2 separate regions of the Mus musculus genome follow, and region 2 is linked to region 1. A link is a contact called in public Hi-C data. All regions are on one chromosome and are shown on one strand. The core of a region is the stretch at or near the end of the contact, and the rest is flanking DNA. Distances in the headings are between cores, read along the strand shown. Region 1 overlaps Auts2 (autism susceptibility candidate 2). Region 2 overlaps Auts2 (autism susceptibility candidate 2).

What was found. A called contact is a pair of places that touch in the nucleus more often than the background predicts.
Region 2: a Hi-C map of the N1E-115 cell line shows a contact between it and region 1, with 4 times the contacts expected there. The contact joins two enhancer-like sites. A contact is called at or near these places in 4 of 484 Hi-C or Micro-C datasets (the N1E-115 cell line, embryonic fibroblasts, embryonic stem cells and 1 more).

Annotation. Positions count from the first base shown.
Region 1 is chr5:131,914,112-131,919,955 of GRCm38.p6, forward strand. All of the region lies in intron 4 of Auts2 (autism susceptibility candidate 2), which reads right to left. Among named protein-coding and RNA genes, the nearest start is that of 4930563F08Rik, 37 kb to the left of the region's middle. Within about 2 kb of position 3,065, at least 11 of the 459 cell types and tissues checked have an H3K27ac peak or open chromatin away from gene starts, as enhancers often do. A contact at or near this core is called in the N1E-115 cell line, where this site is marked.
Region 2 is chr5:132,071,534-132,077,377 of GRCm38.p6, forward strand. The region is part of intron 2 of Auts2 (autism susceptibility candidate 2); the gene reads right to left. Among named protein-coding and RNA genes, the nearest start is that of 4930563F08Rik, 190 kb to the left of the region's middle. Within about 2 kb of position 3,303, at least 101 of the 459 cell types and tissues checked have an H3K27ac peak or open chromatin away from gene starts, as enhancers often do. A contact at or near this core is called in the N1E-115 cell line, where this site is marked.

The DNA of each region.
Region 1 (5,844 bases), core at 1,815-4,314:
GGAAGGTAGAGGAAGGAGGATCAAAAGTTCAAGGTCATGTTCAGCTACATAGGGAGTCTTAGGTCAGCCTGGGCTGGCTGACAAGATGCTCAGCAGGTAAGGTGCTTGTCATCAGTCATGATGACCTAAGTTCTTTTCCTGAGACTCACATGGTAGAAGGAGAAAGCTGACTCTGGCAAGTTGTCCTTTGAGCTCCATACACAAGACATAGCAAGTGTGTTACTCCCCGCTAAACAAAATACATAAGTTTATTCATAAATAAATGAAATTTTTAAATGAAGAGTCTGGGGAAATAGCTCTGTGTTTAAAAATGTGTATTGCTCTTCCAGAGGACTCAAGTTCAGACCCTAGCACCCAAAATGTGTGGCTCACAAGTGCTTGCAATTCTAGCTCCAGTGGATCAGATATCTTCTTCTGGCTTTTGTGATTACTTGTATACATACACACAATACACACACACACACACACACACACACACACACACACACACACACATACACAGAGAGAGAAATATATGCACATTCATAATTTAAATTACAAATCAATAAACATCTTAATAAAAATAAATAGTTGAATGAGTTTGTTACAAAGAAAGAGTATAAAGAAAAGAAAGAATATAAAATAACTTAAGTGAAATAATAATTATTTTTATGTTTCTACAAATATGAGATGATTTTATATTGCCCTTAATACTCTCTAGGCATTTTATCGAATATGTCATATTTGTATTCTTAGAAGTACCTCATGAAAATGCCTCTTTGGCTGTGAGCAATTTCAATCTCCAATAAGTTTCATATGGAAGGTACTCAAATGTCAGGGGGAAAAATGAAATGAGAAAGGGAAAAGATGTCAGATTCAAAAACATCAGTCTAAAGTGGATATGGGACTAGTCAAATGCCAGCTGTATGCGTCGAAGGAAAGGACGAAGACCCTGATGTCTGGAAGTGTTTTCATGTACAAAGGAATGTGTATGTGGGTTGTGTGTTTGTGTCTCTGTGTGTATGTATGTATATATTTCTGTGGTTTGTTTAACTGTATATATATCTATGATACATATATGTATGCAGGTATATGTGCATGTATGTGTAGATGGGTGGCATGTGCATATGTGTGCATCTGTGTACACATGTATGAATATGTATCTGCCTATGTACCTGTGTGTGTGTATGTGTGCTTGGGTGTGGTAAAACTTACATATCATTTTATCACACTAACCACACTTAAGTACACAATCAATGGCTTTAAGTGTTTTTTGCATTGTTATTCAACCATCACAGACATCCATCCTTTAGAACTGATCACATGTGGCATCATTATCAGTCAGATCTCTCACGCCCTGTCCACACTCAGAAGTCCTGTCTGAGACAATCAGAAGTAATACAAAGCAGACCTCAACTCAGAGAAAGCAACAGAGGCGGAGGGCTTACCTCACCGTGCCCTTCCACTGCCTTTACTGCTTGTCTTTAAAAGAATCTACTTTGAATATTCCCTAGCATCCATTTTAGACTGAAGAAAAGATCCAATGGTCCCTGGTGTTCCATATTCCCTAAGAATTCAGGAACAGACACCTTAGGCTGCCAGGGCTACAACCATGTGTAAAAGCAGAGACCCACTGTTAGCGCTTCTCCATGAGACATAAAAGCCACTCAGTTTGCTTAAATGATTAAGAAATTAAAGGTGAGCTATGGAGATGGCTCAGTTACTTTCCTCCCAAGCATGAGAATCTCAGTTTGATTCCTAGAATCCATGTGGAGGGGGTGGGGGTGGGGGAGGGGGAAAGGCAGGATGTGGTGGCAGGTGCTTATAACTCCAGCACTAGGAAGGCGCAGCGGGGACTGGCTACCTGTCACCCAGCCTACTACTGGAGTTCTAGCTGTGGAGAAACCCTGACTCAAAAATAAAACCAAGGATGGTGATGCCTGAGGAACAGCACTAGGGTTTATCCTCTGGTCCCTATGTGTGTATACTATACACACATGCATGAAAATAGGTTTACACGAGTGTAGACACCTGCATACACACACACACACACGTGCGTATCTGTGAGTGAGTACATACACCACACACTCACACAGAACCCAGTTTGGCATCATCTGCGTTAGCCATTTATTCTACAGAAAACAGTTGTCACTCTGAGTAACTGGGGAGAGAGATCTTCTCCAAAGATGCCACGTCTTTAATCCCAGCAGACAACAATCAGAGTGTCAGTGAGTTTGAGGCCAGCCTGGTCTACAAAGCGAGTTCTAGGACAACCAGGGCTGTTACATAGAAGAAAAACAAACCCTGTCTCAGGAAAAACAAAATCACAAAAAAGAGCAATGAGCCTTTCAGGGGTTCTTTGTGACACAGCCCATCAAGAGTGACACCTTCTGTCTGATATATTCATCTACATGTTTATTGAACACGTTCCTGTTTTCATTCACATTATTTTGATTAATGTATGAATGGGTGCAAGAATACAGTAGAAAAATCTAAGGTGACTGTGCCTTCCAATGAATGAAAATGAGACACCTCCTTACTGTATTTTATAACTAAAACACATCCTGTATTATTATTGTTGTTGTTATTATTATTATTATTATTATTATTATTGCAACATACTTCCTCTGACTTCAGCTTTGAAGTAATGATATAAAATTCATTTTATTTCTTTTCCAAGCCTGGCTCTTTCACACACAACATCAGACTTGTCATATCTGAGGAATTATTAAAATAAGATGGAGCCTGCTATTTCTGGGCAGAAAAGCCTCTTTGAGCCAGCGTCCTCAGGAGAGACTCGGTCTCCATCTCATTAGTCGATGCTGAGACATGTCCTAGTCTTCGAGTTCAAGGTGATGAAAGATTAGGGCGTTGGGCCTCATCTCATTCTGTATGCAGTGTGAGTCCTTCCCTGCCCGTGAACACGAAATTACATTGAACCTGGGGAGTCTAACTCCATTAATTTTAAATGGAAGATTAATTTAACAATATGCGGCAGGTATTTGTTACAGACCTATCATGTAAAAGTGACAGTTGGCAATAAATTGTACTGACTCACACTGGCCAGTGGCCCTGGCTCGAATAAATCAGGAGGTATTTCCACATAATTGCTGTTTTTTAAGACGGGAAATGGGTGATGTGTTTCTCTGATGAAAGACCAGGGCAAGCCCATTCAAAGAAACAGTGGCTGATGGGAAAGGCACGATTCAGCTCTGGAGGGAAATGCTTTTAATGAGTATTTCTACAATAACCAGGGACGAATAACAAATCCTGTACTGATGCAGAGCAATGTTTAAAAAAAAAACACTACAATAATTCTGTTGTTTGAAATTGTCATGGTATTTTTTTAATCAATTTCCTTGAGGTAACTACAGTAATAATACCCCAGAAATAACCAATTGCAAGTGATAAGGAGAGAATGTAAAGGGGAGGAGGGGGAAAAGGTATGGCTGCTGATAAGGGAGATAGATTCTGCCTTTTCTACAAGTCCCTGTAATAATGAATAGACATCAAAAACTTGTAAGGCTTGGGGGTAGGGAGGACAAAAGGGAAGGTGCAATTAAAGTGGACTGTTTCCAAAGACAAATGCACGAGGTTCTCTTTATTCTTCTTCTTCTTTTTCTTTTTCTTTTTCTTTTTCTTTTTCCTGCCATGTTGTAATTCTTAAAGCTCTCAAAGCAAATCCGAATCTTCAAGTAAATGACAGGAAAAAAGGAAAGGCCCACAATGCCTCAGAGCTTGACTGCTTGGAGGTAAGCCAGGCAAGAGAGAAGACACAAGGAGGCTAAGGGCACTTCTCAGGAGAGGCTACGTTTGGGAACAGCAACTGGCATGAGGGTCCCGCTGCCTTCTCCCTGCCCAAGGAAGAGTCCTTCTCATCTCTCATCTGCAAGCAGCTGCCTGTCCAGCACTCAGGGAAAGGGTGCTGAAGGGCCTGTGTCTGCACTAGAGCCCAACACAATTCTTTAAAAAGATGAGCAGGGTAAGGATGCTCGCCCTCCCTCCACGCACCCTCTCATTAACTCAAAGAATCGTTGGGATGTTGGCTCAAAGGCCTGCCTCTCAGAAGCATGGCTCATCTGGATGCCTGCTAGTTAGTAAGTAGTCTGAGGGGCAGAAGAAGTTAGGCGGCTCTTGAAATGTTACTTGACACACCCCCTGACTCAATTCTCCATCCCTTTTCCAAGAAATCCTTCCCCACAGGAGAAGGGCCAATCACCCCAGAGCACCTTCCAGCTGTAGCTCCTTCAGAGGGTCCAGGCTGCCCAAGTGGAACTGTCTTAACCCCCTAGGGTCTCTGATAAAGGTCTTCTCATCAAGCCACTGCTAATCTCATCCCATCATTTTGAAACGCAGACTACTGACTTACAACTGGCTGTTCCTTGAGACTGGTGAACGAGACCACTCCAAGTTCCCCATGCTGTAGTCTTAGTCTTGAGAGTTCTGCTCAGTCCTTCTAGGGTCCTCTTACTCACCCTTTAAAAGCTAAAACCAATTGCATATCCTCTGTGAAGAAGTCAATGCCTAGTTTAAGTGTTCCTGGGGAGAAGTCTGCCATACTCATTTTTCTGGAGCATTAGACCAACATAGCAGACATTGGTTACATTCATGATAACCAAGCTAGCTTAAAGAAGGTATTTCAAAGAACCATCATGATTAGGAAGAGGCGAGGACAGAGAACAACCTGATGTGCTTCTGTGTCTTTTTACAAATACATTGTGGAGTTTATATATTATTATATAGGGCTGACAAGTAAATTATAGTATATATTTGGGAATAAATGGTAATGACAGTAGGGTCAGGATGGGGAGAAGCCGAATTACTCGTCACTCCAGATAACCAGTGAGCTTCAGGTTCAGTGAGAGAGCCCATCCAGGCCAGCTAACATTGACCTCTGGCTGGACATGTGGCACAAAAGACACACACACACACACACACACACACACACACAGAGAGAGAGAGAGAGAGAGAGAGAGAGAGAGAGACAGAGAGAGAGAGAGAGGGAGAGAGAAACAGAGAGACAGATACAGAGAGACAGACACAGAGACAGACAGACAGACAGACAGACAGACAGACAGACAGACAGACAGGAAAATCTATTCTTTAAAGGGTCTTTGTTGCCAAGTTTACTTACAGAAATAAATTTAGAGTCACATAGGAAAACCAACCCAGAAACTTCAGTAGCTCAGGAGAAACAGTGATGGGCTACAAAGGTAGCCCAGTGGTAATGATCGTAAAGTCCTGACTTCGTGGGGGGGGGGGGTAAAAAAACGTACATGTGGTGGTGGAAGCTTGCCATTAGCTGCTCAACAACAGGCTTAAGCAGGAAAATGCAAAGTTCAAAGAGAGACAGAAAGAGATACAGAGACATTGCCTAGGCAATGCAGTGAAAAACTGCATCAAAATGGGAAGTAGACAGGAAAGCTGGGGATGTAGCTCAGCTGTACACATGTTTGGAATAGCCAAAGAGGGGCCGAGGGTATACCTCAGTAGTGTACGTGTCAGCCTACGATCTCCTGGTGAGAGGCTGGAGCTGTTTCATCACACAGTGGTTAGCACTTGACAGATCTCAGGTTCAATCCCCTCAAGTCAAAAGCTATGAGTTAGATTCAAAGAAAGGAAGGGGTGGGAACATATAGCCTATTAGCAGAAACTGCTCATGTCCAACAGGCCTTGAGTTCTCAGGCCATTTATTGCTAGGGCATTGGGTTTATTATCAAGATTTTCTCAAATGTCATAGAAATGTTATTGGAAGTGCTATTGACCAGATTAAATAATATAGGAAAAAGACAAAAAAAAAAAAACAAACAAAAAAAAAACAACAAAAGACCAAAAACAACAAAACAAAACAAAAACCCGATCAAA
Region 2 (5,844 bases), core at 2,053-4,552, 160 kb after region 1:
GGAACACAGTAAGTTCTTGTTGAACACAGGACAATGTGAAACTTGTAGGCGGATAATTAGTTTTACTTGTTCTTGCCTCTCCCTCCAGCACAGCAAAGAGTACTTTTCTTGTCTCTCTTTTTTAAAAAACAAAACAAAACTATTTTTATCGAATTTATTTCTGATAAGAGGGAAATGTCGCATTCACTTCAAGATGCACATACACAGGGTCAGAAAACAACTTTCAAGTGGCTGTTCTCTCCTTGTACCCTGTGGACTCTGGAGATCAAACTCAGATCATGACATTAGGCGGCAAGTTCTTTCTTTCCCTGCTGAGACTTCCTGCTGGCCATCTCTTTTTCTTTTAAGGCTGATCTCCTGCAGTGCCTACCAGAGTGCTGGAAAAGAGTACATGCTTTAAAATGTCTGTTGAATGAATGTACACAGTCCCGTGTCTGGCTCTGGCTTCCCAAGTGAACTGGCACAGTATATCTCCTAAATTACAGCTCTCACCTAATGGATCTGTAACATGACCCTGATCAGGAATAAAGGGAACTTAAGGCAGGTTCCAGAAAATGCACACAATTGTAAGATGGTGTTGAGTATGTGATTCTGCACATGCCTGCAAAGAAAGTCGTAGGTGCATGAACATATATGAGCAAACATATCCCTAATCTGCAATCTAATCCTTTTACGATTACTGGCAATCACCTTTCATGAATCAAAATCATTAAAAATTATTTGCCCAGCCCGCTGCCTGTGTACAGCAGGCAGCAAGCCAGATGCTGTCTCTGCCGCAGTGCACAGGAGGGTTCCTTTGCTGTACCTAACTTGTTGAGAACTGGGGAAGCTTTTCCGTTCACGTTTCAGGTTAATCTCTTTTCCCTAAGAACAGAATATCCTCTTTGTAGATCTCCCTGGGGGCTTGGTATTTGCAACATCAAACAGAACGCACAAACCATTGCACCCACTTTCAAAAGCCTATTACACTGTCAACTGGCTTTCCTAACTGCAACCAGGGGAGAAGGCTTACAGACTCCTAAGCCCCTTCCTTCCCCCCAGGCAGTTGGAAAGGAGCCATAATTTCGCTAAGCTACCACTGCATTTTGTCTCACTAAAGAACTCCTAATAAGGCAGGCAACATTCCAAGGAGGAAAAAAAAGCAACTTGAGCTCACTGTAAATCTCACCTCCCCTTTATTCCTGACTCTCTCTAAAAGTTTCAATTGCTGGCAAGCTCTGAGGATGGGGTACTGTCATGCACGGCTACCAGTGACACTTTTCCACACTGCTTAACCAATCATCACAAAATGCAGGTCCACAAGCAGTGTCTGAAGCAAAGGGCTGAGGTGGGATGCCAGCACGCCTCCTCACCTGTGGTATATAGCACTCCTTTGGGGATGTGCAGGAGATCCGAGAAAGAACAGGGGAATAGACTCAGGTTTGAAACATTCAAATGAAACAAATTGTGTTCTTTGTGTTTCTTTTGCCTTGTTAGAATCTATCCAAAGAAATAAAAGCCCACAGGAGATAGTGTTTACCAGCCTGTGCCAGCAGGGACAGACTTGCTTAATTGTTAACAGGGTTCATGAATACCTCTTCCAAAGGGACACCAGTAATGTGTCCCACATAACAGAAGGTTTCTGAAACATGGAGCAATATGTAACTGACAGACAGACACAGAGGGGATAGGGGAATATGCATGCTTCCCTAGGACACACACAAAACCATTTCTGCTGTGTCCAGGGCCACATTTCCTCCTACTTATCTTGAAAGTTTCCATGGTAGCTGTTGAAGGGAGAATTAGAAGTCTTCACAGAATACTACAAGAGAGAGGTGGGAGTCATGGAAGCACAAAGGAAAAGGAGAGGTGGGGGAAGGAGGAGGACAAGGACAGGGAGAAAAGGCCAGAGCTATATGGTAGTGTTTGCTTGGCATGCATGAGGTTCCATTCCCAGCACCACATAAACCCACCTCAACAACAAGAGTAAGAAAAAAAGAGAAAAGAGGGTCAAAGGTGAGGGTCAGAGGTTGAGAATCATCCTTGCCTACACAGAAAGTTCAAGTCCGGCTTTAGCTACCTGAGACCTTCTGAAAAGATGGAGCTGCACATCTGTGCGTCTAGTGAGTGAAATCACAAAGGGACCCTAAGGTTTCCTGTATCTGGCCCCTAAGTACTTCCTCTAGGAGGGCTGTGTGGGCTTGACACAGCTGTGAAGGGCCCAGTTCAGAAGGACTGAGACCTGCCGACACTAAATAAATTCTGGGGGCAGTCTTCAGAGACCATCAATTTTGCTCTGTCACAGAAGTGCTATATTCTCATGCTGAAACACTCTATAAACAGAGTACATGTTCTACACCACCTGTGTGTTAGCGAGGGTCACTTCTTTTCTGATCTGACATCTCTTGGCCTTGAGCCCAGGCGGCCTAGCAGCTGAAGACGGGTGACTCACCCGGTGTGAAAAGCATTAGACACGGCTCACCTGTATCTGCCCTTCTTGTCTCCTCCTAATCTCCTTCCTCTCCACTTTGGAGTTCATCTTTCAACCTAGAAGCTGATAAGAAATGCATCCACTGTGGATAATTTCTTCACTCTGGAGAGAGATTTTTTCTCTCTTATAGAGGGCTGGCCATCACAGTGAAGAAAGCGACACAGCGGGATCGTTCATCTTGACTTTTTATTTATTTATTCTGAGTCCATCTAGAACTGTTGCCTGGATCTGTGGGTGTGACTGAGCCATGAAGAAGTTACCACCCATAACTTTTGACTTTTGATTTTTATTTAACGGCTCATTTGTATAACCTCAAAGATGGAGGGGCCAGCAGACCCCAAAGAGATTGGCAGCTGCGGTCCTGTCAAGTTGGAAGGTTATGTCAGCTGCCAAGTCTGCCAAGCGAGCTCAGCACAGCGAGGGAGCGGAGAGAGATTGGTTACAGCCGTAAGTAATTGATCTGTCTGAAAATACCGGCTAGGAATCCTGGGATTAATGCCCCAGCTCCAGCTGGGCCGCACTGCTCTTTTCCCTCCAGCTCTCTGACAACAAAAGCCGGCCTCCTTCTCCAGGGACAAGACATTTTTATTAAAATCTTTATACAACTTAACAGCAAAGACTCTGTAAAAGCATCCTAGAGATTTGAGGAGGGTGGGGTGATGAGGCGCAGGTTTCCATCCCGAGAAAAACCAACCGACAATTTTTGCCAGCCCCCCTCAGCCCCCGCCCCTCCCCTTTTGATCTGGTTTTCATTTCAAAGCAGTCACCAGCCAGTGGCTTCCCTCGGCCAAATGCACTCAGTCATCTTGCTCTGGCTCTGGCTCTGGCTCTGCAGAATTCTGCAGAATGCATGGAGAGGGAGCTCCGGGAGCGGCGCGCTTAGCTGGAGAGACACGGATGAGCTGTGGAGAGCTGCAGGCAAAAATAAAGTGGGAAGGCATCCAAAGCTGCAGCTGCGCTAGCCCATTAAAAAGCTGAGACTCATTCTGTTGTTCGACCCCACGCTTAGCACCGCATAACTATTCATCAAAGAAATTTCAGTGCAATTAATTAAATTATTCCCATGTCTGGGCTGCGGAGTCGTTATTCCAATATCAACTTTCACTCACTCTCTCTTAAGCTCGTGTTTGCATGCCAAGTCACTACTCTGGGGTTGTCCAGTCTCAATAAAGCTGTGCTCCTCGTCGCTCACACAGGCTATCATTTCTCTTTTTTATTGCCATTTATTTTCCACTAGGACTCTGCTGCCAGGATACTGGCAGGACTTCCAGTATATGGTTGTAATGAAATCTACCGCAGACACTTAACGCAGGGTGAGGATAGAGCTCGGCTCATGTGAGGCTGTAATATAATAAATGCTTTCAGAAAGAGGATTTTTATCAGCTCAGAAATAGAGTGTGGTATCCCTCTCAGACTGAGTGCAGGAGAGGGAAAAAGGTGGAGTCGTTTGAAAATTCCTGTCATAATTAAGTTTATGGCTGAAATATGCCTAATGTGAGAGGTGTGAGCTGCGGCACAGACTGCCATTCATCTCTCCAAGAACAGTTATTAAAAGGGGAAAGGTTTTTTTTTTTTTTAAATTGTTTTGGGGAGATGATGTTTTTAAAACACCATCTTCTTAGTTAAGAACATACAACTGGCATGCTCTTATAATTTGGGAGATCTGACTGCTGCCCCATTGAGTTTGTTCTAACTGTGACAAAATATTAATAAGATTAAGAAAATAATACCCTCAACTTGAGAGACAGCAGACCATATTTAAGGCTCTTGACTGTCCATTGTATATCACCATAGCAAATTACAGGACTGAGTAAGAGTAGATCACTATCTCTCTCAGCAAGAGACAAGAGCCTTCATATGAACCCAACACTGGAAAACACCAGATCGACTTTTAATAAGCTCGGTGCTGGCTCAGACCTGAGAACTTGGCTGTGCCACTGAATGCCCCCCCCCCCAATAAAGAGGTCACCATCTACAGCTGGAAGATAATTTATCCCTCACATCACTGACAAGGGTAAGGTAAGAAATTTGAAAATCCTGAGTATAAGGGCTGGAAATAGAGTTTTGTGGTTAAGAACGCTTACAGCTCTTCCAGAAGACCAGATTTTGGTTGCTAGCATCCATGTGGGGCAGCTTAGGCCTGCCAATAGCTCCAGCTACATGGCACCAAGATGCCTTCCAGACATAGTACACATGGCCTGCCTGATGCTCACACTCATACGTTCACATACTCACATACATACACATGTATTTTTTTAAATCTTTGGTTTAAAGACTACAAAAGAAAAGGTTTTAAACCCTAAGCTTCTATTAAAAACAACAACAACAAAAAAATTAGGCAGGAAAGCTCTCTGAAGAACAGAGTGTAAATATAAAAAGGAGCCTGTGTTCAAGTCACATTCTATTCTTTTTTTCTTTTTTTTCTTAGATATTTTCTTTATTTACATTTCAAATACTATCCCGAAAGTTCCCTATACCCTCCCCATGCCCTGCTCCCCTACCCACCCACTCCCGCTTCTTGGCCCTGGCATTCCCCTGGCATATAAAGTTTGCAAGACCAAGGGGCTTCTCTTCCCAATGATGGCCGACTAGGCCATCTTCTGCAATATATGCTGCTAGAGATATCAGCTCTGGGGGTACTGGTTAGTTCATAATGTTGTTCCATCTATAGGGTTGCAGACCCCTTCAGCTCCTTGGGTACTTTCTCTAGCTCCTCCATTGGGGGCCCTGTATTCCATCCTATAGATGACTGTGAGCATCCACTTCTGTATTTGCCAGGCACTGGCATAGCTTCACACGACACGGCTATATCAGGGTCCTTTCAGCAAAATCTTGCTGGCATATGCAATAGTAAACATTCTATTCTTGACAGTGGAATTGATCCAACCTACTAAGGAATTGTTCTCTTTACTGGTACTTGGATATAATTTCTACGTGGGTCATTACAGTGATGGAAATGATGAGTTGGGAAGAATCAACAGGACTCAACGCTGAGGTTCTCCCAACATGATGAAAGGTATGAGCCCAGAAAGCAAAAGCAATGAAATAACCCAAAGCATAAGAAACACGAGGGAACATAAGAAATACACCGAGGGGCTAGAGAGATGGCTTAGTGGTTAGGAGCACTGACTACTCATCCAGAGGTCCTGAGTTCAATTCCCAGGAACCACACGTTGGTTCACAACCATCTGTAATGAGGTCCAATACCCTCTTCGGTGTGTGTGAAGACAGCTACAGTGTACTCAATATATAAAATAAATAATATTTAAAGGGAGGGAGGGAGTGAAGGAGGGAGGACATTGACACCATAACCAGTTTTTCCAAACTAACAAGAGAGAAATAAAAAAGGTCATATACAAAAAGCAAGTAGGATG